2 separate regions of the Macaca mulatta genome follow, and region 1 is linked to region 2. A link is a contact called in public Hi-C data. All regions are on one chromosome and are shown on one strand. The core of a region is the stretch at or near the end of the contact, and the rest is flanking DNA. Distances in the headings are between cores, read along the strand shown.

Region 1 (6,934 bases), core at 916-3,415, 66 kb after region 2:
TTTCTCTTTGGAAGATAATGAAATGTGTTTCTCTTTGGGATAATAGAAAGGAAAATAATGATCATCTCAATTTTTATATGTGGAGGCATTGCTTTTCTTCTTTGGGGAATTTTAGGATTTCCCAGAAAATGTAAGTGAACAATTTCTGCTAAAATTATTAACTTAATGATTAACATTATTGTATTACCGATTCAGCTGGATACCAGTAACTAGCCTTTCCTTTCTTAATATAGAAGGATTTAGAGGTAAAAGCAGTTTCCAAGACAGTGCATCTAATTGCTCTTCAAACTTAGTCACCTGCTTCACCTTCTAGAATAATCAGTCTTTTAGTAAATATGTATCAAGCTTCAGGCACAGTGCTACGTGCGGATGATACAATGAAAACAATGGTATTTCTTGCCTGAAAGTAATTCACCTTTAACTGAATAAAGAAGCATGTAAGCAAACAACTGTAACACAAAAGAAATAATTACTAAATAGAACTATGTTCAATTAGAAGCAGGAGAGGAGGTTATAAGTTAGCTGCTTGTAGTCAAGGCTTTAATGAAGGGAGAAATATTTGTGCCAAATCTTAAAGTCAAGTAGGCATTTATCAAGGGTCATCTTAGAAAGAACATACATGTCAGCGAATCACACCAGGTGTAATCATGATGGAATTACAAAGAAGTAGGGTGAGGAATTGGCAATTGTATTACATTTCCCTAGTGCATTAACTCACTGCCATTCATTAGTAATTTATATCTTCTCCTTCATCTTCATTCTCCTCATCCTCATTCTCATGTCTATACCCTTGCTTCCAACTTGTTCTAATTTTAACAATTTGTAGGAAACTTCCAAATTCTCCCATCACCACACCTTCTTACTTACTCCATCTCTGCCCCTACACTCTGCCTAGACTCCTGGCACTGTAGATGCAGTATTCATGTTCTACAATAGATGCTATATTCTTTCACCGGGTCAGTAATATCACCCTAGTAATTCTCCACTCTCCTACATCATCCTTTTTTCATCCTCATCTGAAACATCTCCATCAGCAAATATGACATACTGGTATCTATACCAATCTTGAAGAAATAAACAACAAAAACAACAAACTTTATTAGACCCCACTTACCCTTTAGCAACCAATTTATTGTTTTTCTCCTTGGTACAGCAACCTCCTTAAAAACTTCCTTTGATGGCGTTTTAAAATAGTTTTTATCTTTCCATTTTCTGTTAAATCCACTTGGATCAAGCTTCCACTCTGCTGTTTCCACCAAACTTGTCTTTCAAGTTCATCAATAACTTCCATATTGCTAAATCCACTGGTCCATTCTCCCTCCTCACTTTACCATATAACCTGTCTGCAGCCTTTGGCACCCCCTTTTTCTAAAAAAAAAAAAAATTCATTTGACTTACATGATGCCATATTCTTGTGGTTTGCTTCCTAATCTTTTTACCAACAACCCTGATTTCCTGATTCCCCTTCACTCCAATCTATTTTACGACAAACTGTATAATTTCAGATGCGTAAGTCCCATAAGAGTAGGTATTTCTGTATGGTATGTACACTATTCATAGAGCTACAAAAATGTCTGGCATGTAGTAGGTGCTCAGTCGGTAGTTGTTGACTGCATAGATGAAAGAATGGATTAATTAGTAAATGAATGAGAAAACTGGCTTTCCAGTGACTCAAGTTTTGAATTAAGTACTTGGGTTTTATATTGGTTATTGATTTGAGTTTGACATTTTAAAATAATTTTGAACATGACACTTTCATATAACTTTGATAACTTGATTTTTTCACCTCAGTCTTACACCAGGTCTCAACTACATAGAATCATATTTTGCTAGTTGATCATTCCCGTTAGGGATCTTCCCACTCACAGGTTTGAAGATGAACCAGTTATTTATTTCAGCTGTGGGTAGGAGGTGCTCTCAGAGCTTGTTTCTTTCAGGATTATACCTTAACAAGTAACTTCCTTTATCTAGTGCAGTGACTCAAGGAGTAAAAAGTGGAGAATTAAAAGGGAAATTTTAGCATTCTTTTCTCTCCTTGTTTCTTGTTTCATAAAGGACAAGGAAACAGCGCCACCTTCTGGAGAAATGCTGTCTTTGAAAGACAATATAGCCTCAGTTAAGTCGATGATAGGAACCAACTCACTGAAGTTACGAATATAGAAAAATTTGTTTATTGACACTGCAACTTGTTCTAGAGAGCATAGCAAATTTTAGGAAAGGAATGGATGAATAAAGAAAATTCATGTAGTCTGAAAAAGAAGAAGTGAAAATGACTGGAAGATACTGAATTTCTGGAAGTTTGTTATTGAGTTTTAAAATTTTTCATAGATCTCGTTCTCCAGTGTTTATTCCTTTCATGTTCTGTTCTCAATATTCAATATTTTTGAGTTGATGTTTAAAGTTAAGTCATTCAAATTGAATATGTAAGTAAAACACATTTTATTAGTCTGAGCTATATAATAATATTTTACTCTGAAGCTCACTCTTTCTTTCTCTGATACTTTCTTTATTCTTTTTCTCTATTACCTGGTAATTTCACTTGGAATTCCAAGGCACCTTGGAAATAAGACATGCCTAGAAAATTTAACCATATGTCCACAAGGCTGGAACTGAATCAATAATAATTGCTTCTTTCAATCTGAACATGAAACAACGTGGATCAATGGCTGAGAAAACTGCAAAAGATATTATGGATCCCTGGCCAGGCTCAACTCTCAGAAGGAAATGGTTAGATTTCTCCTTTGCAATGTTAATCTCATTTAATAGCTACTAAAAGACAGGCACTCTTCTAAGGTGTGATACATTAGCAAACCAAAGAGTCAAAGATCTTTGCCCTTGTGGAGTTTACATCCCAGGGGAAGAGATAAGCAATGAAAAATTATCTTATGAAATATGTAAGTTATATATTGTGTTAGAAGCTGGAAAGTTTTACGCAAAAAAGTACAAATTAAGGGATATAATGAGTTCTCCAAGTGGGTTTACTGCAGGTAAGGTTATATCCCAATAAGATGGTGACATTTTAGCAAGGATGTGAAGCAGGTAAGGGAATATCTGGAAGTGATCTTTCCAGGAAAGGAAAATGGCTGGCCCGTGTGTCTTAAAGCCTGTGAATGTCTGGAATATTCAAGGAACAGAAAAGAAGCAGCCAGTCAATGTATCTCAAATGAGGGAGCGAGTGAAGACTGTGGATCATTAGGGTCTTGCAGGCTAAATGGAAAGAGTTTAGTTTCTGCTCCAGGCAAAATAGGGAGATATTGACAAATTATAGGGGAAAATGTAATAGGATCTGACTTAAGTTTTAAAAGAATCATAATCTTTGCTGTGATGAGATTGGCTACTGAGTGGCAAATATAAAAGGAGGGAATCATGTTATAAGGCCTTTGCGGTAACCATGAAAGATAATAATGGACTTAAACAGGGACAACGGCACTGGAGGGGAGTGAGAATGAGAAAACTAGGAGAGATCTATGACAGCACTCTGTATTTTGTAAAAGGAATCATTGATGCATTATCAGGGCCCTCTTTATATTGGTTTGAACTGAGCAAGCACGATGCAAACAAAACGTGGATGTGGGCAGATGGAGCTACATCCAGCAATTGGTAAGCCTTACTAACATGTATTTACTATTAAATGTGTAAAGCGTGGTAAAGATTCTGAGTCTATAATTGGCTTCCTCCATAGAGTCCTCCACATCATCCCATCAAAAGGTCCCCAAAAAATAGATGCCGAAGAGAATATGGTTTTTTGTGAGGTTTTTCGTGAGTTACGGTTTTTCGTGAGTTATGGTGAGTTATGGTTTTTCGTGAGGGTTTGGCATCACATACCAATATTTATGTATATATGTTGAATTGGTATATACCACATGTGAGTCACAAGAGTTCCCTTTATCCTAAACTGGATACAAGTCTAAGCAGTTTGATCCTTTCTTCTTTCGACCTGGGACCTTGCCTTTTGTTTGTTGTTGTTGTTGTTCCTTTGGCCTTTCATTGATGGGAGAGCATTAGAGAGTGTACTGAAGCCTACCAGAGAGTGTACTTTCCACACCCACCAGTGGCCTGACATGGAAGAGATTAAGTTAAGAAGAGAATATGTTTGCCTCAGTTTACCTTTGTTTAAAACTCAAGAACTTCTTTATATTCCATAGCTTGAAAGACTCATCATACACTTAGAATCTTGTTTGTTCTTAAAACACTTAAAAATTTCTCCAATGTCAGGGTGGAGAAAGTCATATAAAGGATATTGAGTTCTCAATATTCTTTGGTGAACTTAAGGTGACCACTAGCTACCATTTATTGACTGCCCACTTCGTAATAGATACTGATTCTGTAGCACTCCATGCCAGACATTACATGTTGTATATAATAAAATTAGTAGCAGAAGTTTCTACATTTGAGAAAATTCTCTTATGATTATTGTATTCACATTCAATTTAGGGTGAAAATGCACAATGATTTGAGAGTGATAATATACCCAATATTATATTTTTATCTTTGAGAAATGTAAAAAAAAATGACACAGATTAAACTTTCTGACTATAAAATGTAATATATTTTCTTGAAAGAAAATATTCACAGCTTAATGTGGCATTACATATTATAAATAGGCCTATCAAAAAATGAGACAGGAGTTAACATTGGTGTATTAATTTGCTAGGACTGCTGTAATAAATGCCACTGAATGGGTGATTTAAAGACAGCCCTAGAGGCCATTAAGTCCAGGTTAAAGGTGTTGGTAGGGTTGGTTTCTTTTGAGGCCTTTCTTCTTGGTTTGCAGATGGCTGTCTTCTCACTTTGTCTCCATGTGGCCTTCCTTCCGTACACACTCAAGTCTGTGTCTGACTTATTTCTTCTTAAAGGGACATCAGTCATATTTGATCAGGGTGCACCCTAAAGACCTTTTCTTACCTCAATCACTTCTTTAAAAAAAAAAACAAACAAACAAATACCTTGTCTCCAAATCTGTCACATTCTCAGGTACTGGGAGTTAGGTATTTAATGTATGAAATTTGGGGGCCGATAATTCAGCCCATAATAGTTGTTTAGTTGGCACTGTGGATTGGATAACCATAAAAATATACATATATTTTGGGAATGGGCAGGATAAAAATTTGAAGTGACCCTAGAAGTTAAGAAAGTGTACACCAGCACTGTGAAGTTCTCCCAAATGATTATAGTATAATTATGTATTATAGAAATGTCTCTAGAAATGTATCCAGAAATGTATCATGATTCGCCATTCTATTTTTCCCCCATTTTGAATTTCATGTTTATATGTATGGCATAAAATATGAATTGAGAAAATCTTTTCTATAGATTTTATTTATGTTTACTTCTGTGTATCGCAATCTATTGAGTAAAGAATACCTGTTTCACTACAGTGATGGTGGTAAAGAGTGGCCAAATGAACATTTATTTCAGCATTAATAGACCAATTTTGTAATATATGAAAGGTATGTTCAATGAAATGTCAGTTACACTCCCTCTCTTTATAATTTCTAAATGGCTAAATATATTGATACATCAATGTTTATTCTACAGTATAAAGGGAAGAATCCAATCCCTCACAAAATGATTTACAATGTTTGCTATAGTATCAACAGCGTAAATTTCCAGGACTGTGTTGTTAGGCACTGAAGTCACATGGTGTCCTTTTCTTCCTACCATCAGGGTCCTGAGGTAAAGTTTGGAGAAAGATATGAGGAGAGCAACAGCTTGTTTCACTTCCTCTACTCCTTCCACACTGCACATGTTTTAGAAACAGGGCTATGGGAGGCCAAGGCGGGTGGATCACGAGGTCAAGAGATCGAGACCATCCTGGCTAACACGGTGAAACCCCGTCTCTACTAAAAAATACAAAAAAAAAAAAAAAAAAAAAAAAAAAAAAACAAAAACTAGCCGGGCAAGGTGGCGGGCTCCTGTAGTCCCAGCTGCTCGGGAGGCTGAGGCAAGAGAATGGCGTGAACACGGAGGCAGAGCTTCCAGTGAGCCGAGATCGCGCCACTGCACTCCAGCCTGGGGGACAGAGCAAGACTCCGTCTCAAAAAAAAAGAAACAGGGCTAATGAAATCTATTTTCGAGGCTGTGCTCAGTTATTTCTCAGGAGGTCCAGTAAACAAAGAATTAATCTCTTTGTTTTGTTCCAGGTTCAGTACTGAAGAAAGTGGTGATTGTGCCTTCATACATAAGACAGGCATAAGTAGTGCCAATTGTAATAATACAAAAAAAAATATGTTTGCAGCAGAAAAAGCTACTGTTCTTAGATAAAGAGTTCTCCCATACAGGAAATAAAATAATTAACAAAAACCCATCTTTTTTATGTATTATAAATGAATATAGATGCATTTCTCTTTTTGTGAAACATATTTTAAGTTGATTGATGAGAATTTAAATAATATTCATCTTCATTGAAATGATTATCACGAAACCTAGAAATTAAAATGAGTTTTTACATGGTGCTGCTAGACTACATAAATTGTTGCATCTAAACCCATGGGCATAATGGTGATCTCAGTCAGAACTGATGTGTCAGCACTTCCTCGGTGGAACAAATTGAAAGGTAAAGGGAAGGGAGTGAAAGATACCTCCACTTGAACAAAATTCTATTAAATCTGACTAAAAGAGATAAAAAGATGCATAAAATTTGGTGAGGATCCAGTGCTTCACTCATCTTAGTGGTATGTCACTCATTTAAACAGAACTACCATTCGACCCAGCAATCCCATTACTGGGCTTATACTCAAAGGGATATAAGTCACTCTACCGTAAAAACATATGCGTGAGTATGCGCATAACAGCACTATTCAAAATAGCAAAGACATGGAATCACCTTAGATACCCATCAATGGTAGACTGGATAAGGAAAATATGGTACATCTACACCATGAAATACTACCCAGCTCTAAAAAAGAATGAGATCATGTGCTTTGCAGCAACG
Region 2 (7,013 bases), core at 2,383-4,882:
AGAAAAGAAATGTCACCCTTCTATATCAAACCAATGGACATATGTTATTGCATTTTCACTTAATTTTTAAATATACATTATTGTAGAAGATCAGCTGCTAATCTCATACTGATTGGCTCCAGAATATCTGTCACTGCTGCTTGAACATCATATTCCTTTTCAAAAGAGCAAGGTACATCATTAACCTCTTTTTATGTTGACAAAGATATGTCCAAATCCTCATTATCAATTAAATCTTAAAAAATTATCCATTAAATTATTAAAAAGAAATGAATGTGGCAGAGGAGATGTTAGTATCATTCAGCAAATTAACTTTCTTGACTATGAGTTCCCTGTAAGTGAATACCATGCCAATTCACTACTCTGTATACCATACACTTAACAACTCTATAAAGTTTGTATTCTCAGGATGTTTTCCTCATTACTCAAGAACTCCCTACCATGTTCATCCCCAACTGCCCAAGGATGGGTCAGAATCAATAGACCGTTACTTTGTGGCCGTGGTGCTTGAGAGTGGAGCTTCCATTGTCATGTGGAGATGGTTCAACTCTCTTAGTTGGTAAAGTGTATCAGGCCATTCTTCCTCCTTGTTTATATGTCTTTCTCATTCATAGAAATCAGGCTGCTGCTGCTACTTGGAAGATTTCTCTCCACTAGAGAAGTCTCATGTAAGCAGACTGAGCCTAGTCTAGTGCTAAGTCTTCCTGGTAAATAATATAGCATGCACTTCCTTCAGTACATATTTCTTGACTTTATTTCTCAGCCTTGGAATGATAAGTGAATGTGTGTCTAGGCAGAAAAGAGGCTCTTTATCCTAATGAATAACTAGAAACAAAGAGTCTTCATTTAAGTCCAGTTTAGCTTATCAAGATAAAACAATGAATTTAGAACCACATCCTGATAATGTCTTTTGCCGGTTTATTGGGAAGATATGACGAATAGGAGAGATATGAGACAGCAGAAAAGTATCAGAGGATTCAGGATGCTAGGACCCATCTGCAATCCAAGCTGATTACACATGGTTTACAAATATGTTTTCTACTTGCTTTTGTTGGGTTCGATGCGGATTTACTTACACATCATCCCCAACGTCACCAGCCCAATCAGCAACATCAGGCAAAGAGTTAGCAGACCCAGGGCAGCATGACGCCAAATGGGAGATGGAGCTGGATGCCCTGGAGAAAGCCCACAAAGCAATTAGCAAACAGAACTGCTTTGTGCTTGTTTCGCTTTGGTTTGTTTATTTCTCACACTTAGGGAGCTTCCAGATACTAACATTTCTTTCTTGCTCCTTTAATGCCCTCATTTAGAAAATACCTAATATGGGGCCGGGCGCGGTGGCTCAAGCCTGTAATCCCAGCACTTTGGGAGGCCGAGGCAGGCGGATCACGAGGTCAGGAGATCGAGACCATCCTGGCTAACACGGTGAAACCCCGTCTCTACTAAAAATACAAAGATTAGCCGGGCGAGGTGGCAGGCGCCTGTAGTCCCAGCTACTTGGGAGGCTGAGGCAGGAGAATGGCGTAAACCCGGGAGGCGGAGCTTGCAGTGAGCTGTGATCCGGCCACTGCACTCCAGCCTGGACGACAGAGCGAGACTCCGTCTCAAAAAAAAAAAAAAAAAAAAAGAAAAAGAAATTACCTAATATGAAGTGCAATGAGGGTGCCGTCATTGGTTCCCCTCCATTTCTCCACCACTCTTCTTCCCTTTAAGAGGAAGCTTCTCCTAATTTCAAGGTTTTTGCTTTACACCATTACCCACTTTTCTTCCTCAAGTTTATTGAATTCATAAATGAGAGATCTATAAAGTGTTTTTCTGGATGATACTGACAGTAGGAGACACCTCAAGCTTTTGAGCTCAAAAGTCTCTATAAGGCAGATGTTCTATCTGCCTTGTAAAAGTGGATTCTACTTTTTAAAGTATCTTTTACCTGTTAACAATAACTTATCTATTATTCATGCTATTTATAACCTAATAACTAATGAATGAATACTGAATGAAAGAAAGAATGTGCAGTCTAACTTACAAACAGCAGAATAGACCAGAAAGCCATTAGCATCCTACTTGTAGTAGTTGTTGTCTAAAATATCAATGATTGTCATATTTTCCTTAGCTTCGTGTTCCTTGATTTAGGTCCAAATAACATCTAGCCCAATATTTTAGATATAGCGTTACAGTCTCCAGGTGCACTGATATGCACCATATCCACACCTCCCTTTTTCCTCACAGATTAGAATTAGAAGTTAAAAAAAAAAAGGCAAAAATGTGGAACCACCTTTATTAGACACATGCAAAGTCTATTCCCATCATCTTTTTGTAGCTATCCTTCCCTCAAATGTCATGCACCACACAAAATGTAAAGATAAATCTAGAGGGCAGGAGAAAGAAGTTCAGATGACTGACATGATTCAGGAGAACCTGGATAGTTAACATATCTGAAAATGAGAGATGTGGTCTTATGTCCACAGAATCTGGTTTGATTCTTGAACATGGAGACTGCTATTTATTCCAATTAGGCATAAGAGAATGAGCTGAAGACCAGCACTGAGTCTGGGCTTCCCCACATAGCAGTTGTGTGAGCTTGTTAAATTATCTAATTTCTCTCAGCCTCAGTTTCTTCATCTATGTAATGGAGAAAATACTAATATTCGAATATTATCATGAATTGTCATCACAATTATATCTGTATATAATGTACATAAAATACTACCCAGATACTATTATTACTGGTTCAACATTACAAATTATTTCTTCATCTATGTAATGGAGAAAATACTAATATTCAAATATTATCGTGAATTGTCATCACAATTATATCTGTATATAATGTACATAAAATACTACCCAGATACTATTATTACTGGTTCAACATTACAAATTATACTTGGATTTCAACTACCCTAAAATTTGAAAAACTACTGACAAAAGAGAAACTAGCTCTGATCCATTTCTAATCCACTCACTCATCTTCCAGTTTTCTCTGAAGCAACTTACATCATCTAAAAGAAAAATGTCCTCTATCTTCTCTATTTTAGAAGCCTCCAATCTGGTTTCTGAAAGAATATCCTCCTGGCATCTCTAACAAGGTATAAATATCAAGGATTATATTCATAAAAAGAAATCTCTAATTCCCCAGGCTCAATTTCTGGCATGTCCAGTCAGAATTTTTCTCTACAACACAGAGCTTCCTGAAACATAGTGATATCACACAATTTTAAAGAGGTTCTGAAAGCCACATATTTTCGCTTCAACCTTGGGAACACTCACTCTTCTACTACATTCCACAAGATTTGTTCCCATTTTGGAGATTTCACAGCACACTGTCTTTAACGCCAGCATTAAAGCCGGCACCTCAAATCATTTAACACCTGTCCGCTCCCCCAATGACACAGCTGGTGTTCTCTGAACTCCTACCTTTTTTTCTTAGGTTATTTCCATGTCGGTTATTCCTTGCTCCAGCATAATCCTGAAATGTGAGTGTCGCGTAGGTCACTTCTTCAGACATTGTAGAAGAAAACCCTACTTTAAATTATCTAATTAACGTTTTAATATCTTGAGGCCTGGGAACAGGGTGTCTTTTTCAAGGCTGGGAGCTTTGATATAGACACTCAGCTGACCCAGACACACTCCACTGCCCCTCTGTAAGAGGAGAATGACAATTTGTTTCTCTGCAGAGAAAGTGAGAAAAGTCAAATATTCTCCTTAGAAATATTCTCATTAGAATGTTACAGATCTCAAACTGTCTGCTCTGTCAGCATTGTTTCTTGCTGTGCAGCTAAGAAGGGGTGCTTGGAGGCAGAACGGGAGGAATGTGGAGAACCTCCATGATCCTGGAGGTAGAGGCTGCTCTGAATGTTTCAGAAAAGAGTCAGGTTATCTTCTTTACATCTACCTAAGGCTAGCTAATCTGCCTGGAGATGCTGGTTCTAGTTTATTCTCAGCCACATCAGATATTAAGCAGAAACACACATTAAGACAGGAAGAGCTGTGTCACAGACCTGGCTGCTATTATAGGAAATTCAAACACGTGTGTGTGTGTGTGTGTGTGTGTGTGTGTGTGTGTGTGTGTGTGTGTGTGTGTGAGAGAGAGAGAGAGAGAGAGAGAGAGAGGGATGGTGTTGGTAATGGGGCATGGAGAAGAAATTGATAGCTACTTAGCTACTTAACGTGAGTATGAATGGGAGTGCCCTCTTCTGGCAAGATTGGAAAAGTTCCTAACAGAACAACCACCCTAGAATAATCCTGCAGACAGCAAGGAATACACAGGACAAAATTTTTAAAAGATTTTTAAAACCTGAAGTTTCATGAGAGTGAAAGTGAAAAAAGCAGGTCGATTCTAGAGAGAATGAGACTGGCACGTGGTAAGGTGTTTTTGGTTTTATTTTTTATTTTTTTAAGTTTTTTATTTTTTTATTTTTTTATTTTTTAGATGGAGTCTCGCTCTGTCGCCCAGGCTGGAGTGCCGTGGCGAGATCTCGGCTCACTGCTTTTAGTTCGTTTGTTTGTCTTTCAGTCATTCCTGCAGGGTAGCGGAATTCTTATAGAAAGCATGCTGTATATCCGGATTACAAAATCAGATGATGCTGTGTGGGGCAACCACAGCTACAAAGAGCACTGAAGTAACTGAATATCCATACAACTACTGGTTAATGAGCATCTCTAGAGTGTCTTTAGGACTTGAAGCCTCTTTAAACTTCTATGTATTTAGATTTTATTTTTTTTTAACTTAATAAAATAACCAACCTCTATTTTATCTCGCTTAGGTCTAAAAATACTCTGAAAAGATGCATCCAGTACAATTGAAGTAAACTCACTGCACTGCTTTGTGTGATATTATAAATTTGAACTGTGATATTATAAATTTGAACAACACAACATGAGCAATAAAGAGTTGACAGTTTGTATAAACAGTGTTCTATTATCTGGAAGAACAGGAGAAAACAACATGTTGTACATGTAGTTGGTCATAGGATTTATAGCCATAGGATTTACATACACCTTAAAAAACTGAACCTACTTCTAAACCTACCATAACTTTTCATTAAATTTACTAATTTATATAACAAAGTAAATTGTTGTTAAGAATCTGCGGGAGGTGGAATAATAGCCCTGAAGGATGCCCACGTTCTAATCCTGAGAACCTCTGAATATGGCGGCTCACCTTGGCAAAAGGGACGTTTCAGATACTGTTACGGTTTTTCAATAGTGTAACTGATCAAATAAGCTACGGAGATGCTGTAAATTTTGAAGGTTACAGACCTTGAGATGAGAAAATTACCCTGGATTATCTGGGTAGATGCGATTTGATTACTTGAGTCCTTAAAAATGGAGGATATTTCTTAGATGTGGTCAGAAGGTGATGTGACCAAAACAAAGAAAAGAACGCTCAGGGACATGCAATATTGCTAGCTGAAGAGGGAGGAAGGGAGCCAGGAGCCAACGAATTTGGGCTAGATAATGGGAAGGTAATAAGGAAACAGCGTTTTCCACAGAGCGAGCCTTTAGAAAGGAATATATCCCTAGCGAGAGCCCTGATGTTAGCCCAGTGAGACTCATGTCACACTTTTAACCTGCAGAGCCTTAAGATAATACATGTGTGGCAATTTGTTACAGCAGCAGTATGTAGTCAATACAGAACCCAGGAAAATATGGGCGGGGCAGGGGGACGCTATACATGAGTGATGAAACTAAGGAATCTCTTCTAAAACTTTCCTTTGGGGAGAGGCAGATGATTACATAACTGTACTTAGGTGGAGGATTTGGTATGAGTTTTGTGGTTTCAGATGACTGGGGAGTGATCTAAAACTTCCAACGTTCATGTCTGTGTGGAGATTTTCTTAGGCAAAGGTGTCCATCATGAGGTGCACTCACTCCACAGGTGTGAAGCAGGTGCAGAAAGGCAATGTGAAAACTTTCTCTTTAGGAATATTGTGCATGATCTCTAAACACCTAAATGTACATATGCTGCTTGTTCATTGTTTTTTTCCAAATTGATTAAATACTCAAAAAAATGTTGGAGGCTCTAAGTCATACATCAACAAAACTCCACTATCAAAAATATGGAAACAAATAATAAATCTATACTTTTTACTATTCTAGGTGAATTAAGGCAGAGACCATTGACATTAATAGGACCAGTTTAAATAGGTGATTACAAAAATAAGAAATTAAGAATGGTTTTCTCTCTCTGTTCTGGTCTGTGTTGGTTCCTCCAGGTGGGTTCGTGGTCTCGCTGACCTCAAGAATATAGTCATGGACCTTCAAGGTGAGTGTTACAGCTCTTTTTTTTTTTTTAGACAAGTGTCGCTCTGTCGCCCAGGCTAGACACTCGCAATCTCGCAATCTGACACAGTCTCGGCTCACTGCAAGCTCCGCCTCCTGGGTTTATGCCATTCTCCTGCCTCATTCCCCCGAGTTGCTGGGACTACAGGTGCCCGCCACTGCCCCAGCTAATTTTTTGTATTTTTAGTAGAGACAGGGTTTCACTGTGTTAGCCAGGATGGTCTCGATCTCGTGATCCACCTGCCTCGGCCTCCCAAAGTACTGGGATTACAGTTACAGCTCTTAAAGATGGCACAGACGCAAAGACTGGGCGGTAGCAAGGTTTGTCGTGAAGAGCCAAAGCACCCACAGCACCTGACTAGATTGCTGCTGCGGCTGGATGGGGTGCCCAGCTTTTATTTCCTATTGTCCCCGCCCATGTTCTGTTTCTGTCCTATCAGAGTGCCCTTTTTACAATCCTCCCCACAATTGGCTATTTTTAGAATCTGCTGATTGGTGCATTTTACAGAGCACTGATTGGTGCATTTTACAGAGCACTGACTGGTGTGTTTTACAGTGTGCTGATTGGTGCATTTTACAGAATGCTGATTGGTGTGTTTTACAGTGTGCTGATTGGTGCATTTTACATGGCGCTGATTGGTACATTTTACAATCCTCTTGTAAGACAGGAAAGTTCCCCAGCTCCCAACTCTATCCAGGAAGTCCAGCTGGCCTCACTGCTCATAACTTTC

Evidence for each region. Hi-C and Micro-C count contacts between places; a contact is called where the count stands out from the background.
Region 1: a contact with region 2 is called in a Hi-C map of blood, with 11 times the contacts expected there. The contact joins the enhancer-like site here to the promoter of CLEC12B in region 2. A contact is called at or near these places in 4 of 14 Hi-C or Micro-C datasets (CD4 T cells, blood, cortical neurons and 1 more).

What each region holds. Positions count from the first base shown.
Region 1 is chr11:10,607,641-10,614,574 of T2T-MMU8v2.0, forward strand. No RefSeq gene overlaps it. Among named protein-coding and RNA genes, the nearest start is that of CLEC2A, 13 kb to the right of the region's middle. Within about 2 kb of position 2,166, at least 1 of the 40 cell types and tissues checked has an H3K27ac peak or open chromatin away from gene starts, as enhancers often do. A contact at or near this core is called in blood, where this site is marked.
Region 2 is chr11:10,540,412-10,547,424 of T2T-MMU8v2.0, forward strand. CLEC12B (C-type lectin domain family 12 member B) reads right to left here and starts at 3,633. Exons shown (of 6, transcript NM_001194659.2): 1 at 3,415-3,633; 2 at 1,077-1,175. The coding sequence starts at 3,505. It overlaps CLEC1B (C-type lectin domain family 1 member B), which reads left to right and starts at 536. Exons shown (of 7, transcript NM_001194753.2): 1 at 536-559; 2 at 3,428-3,473.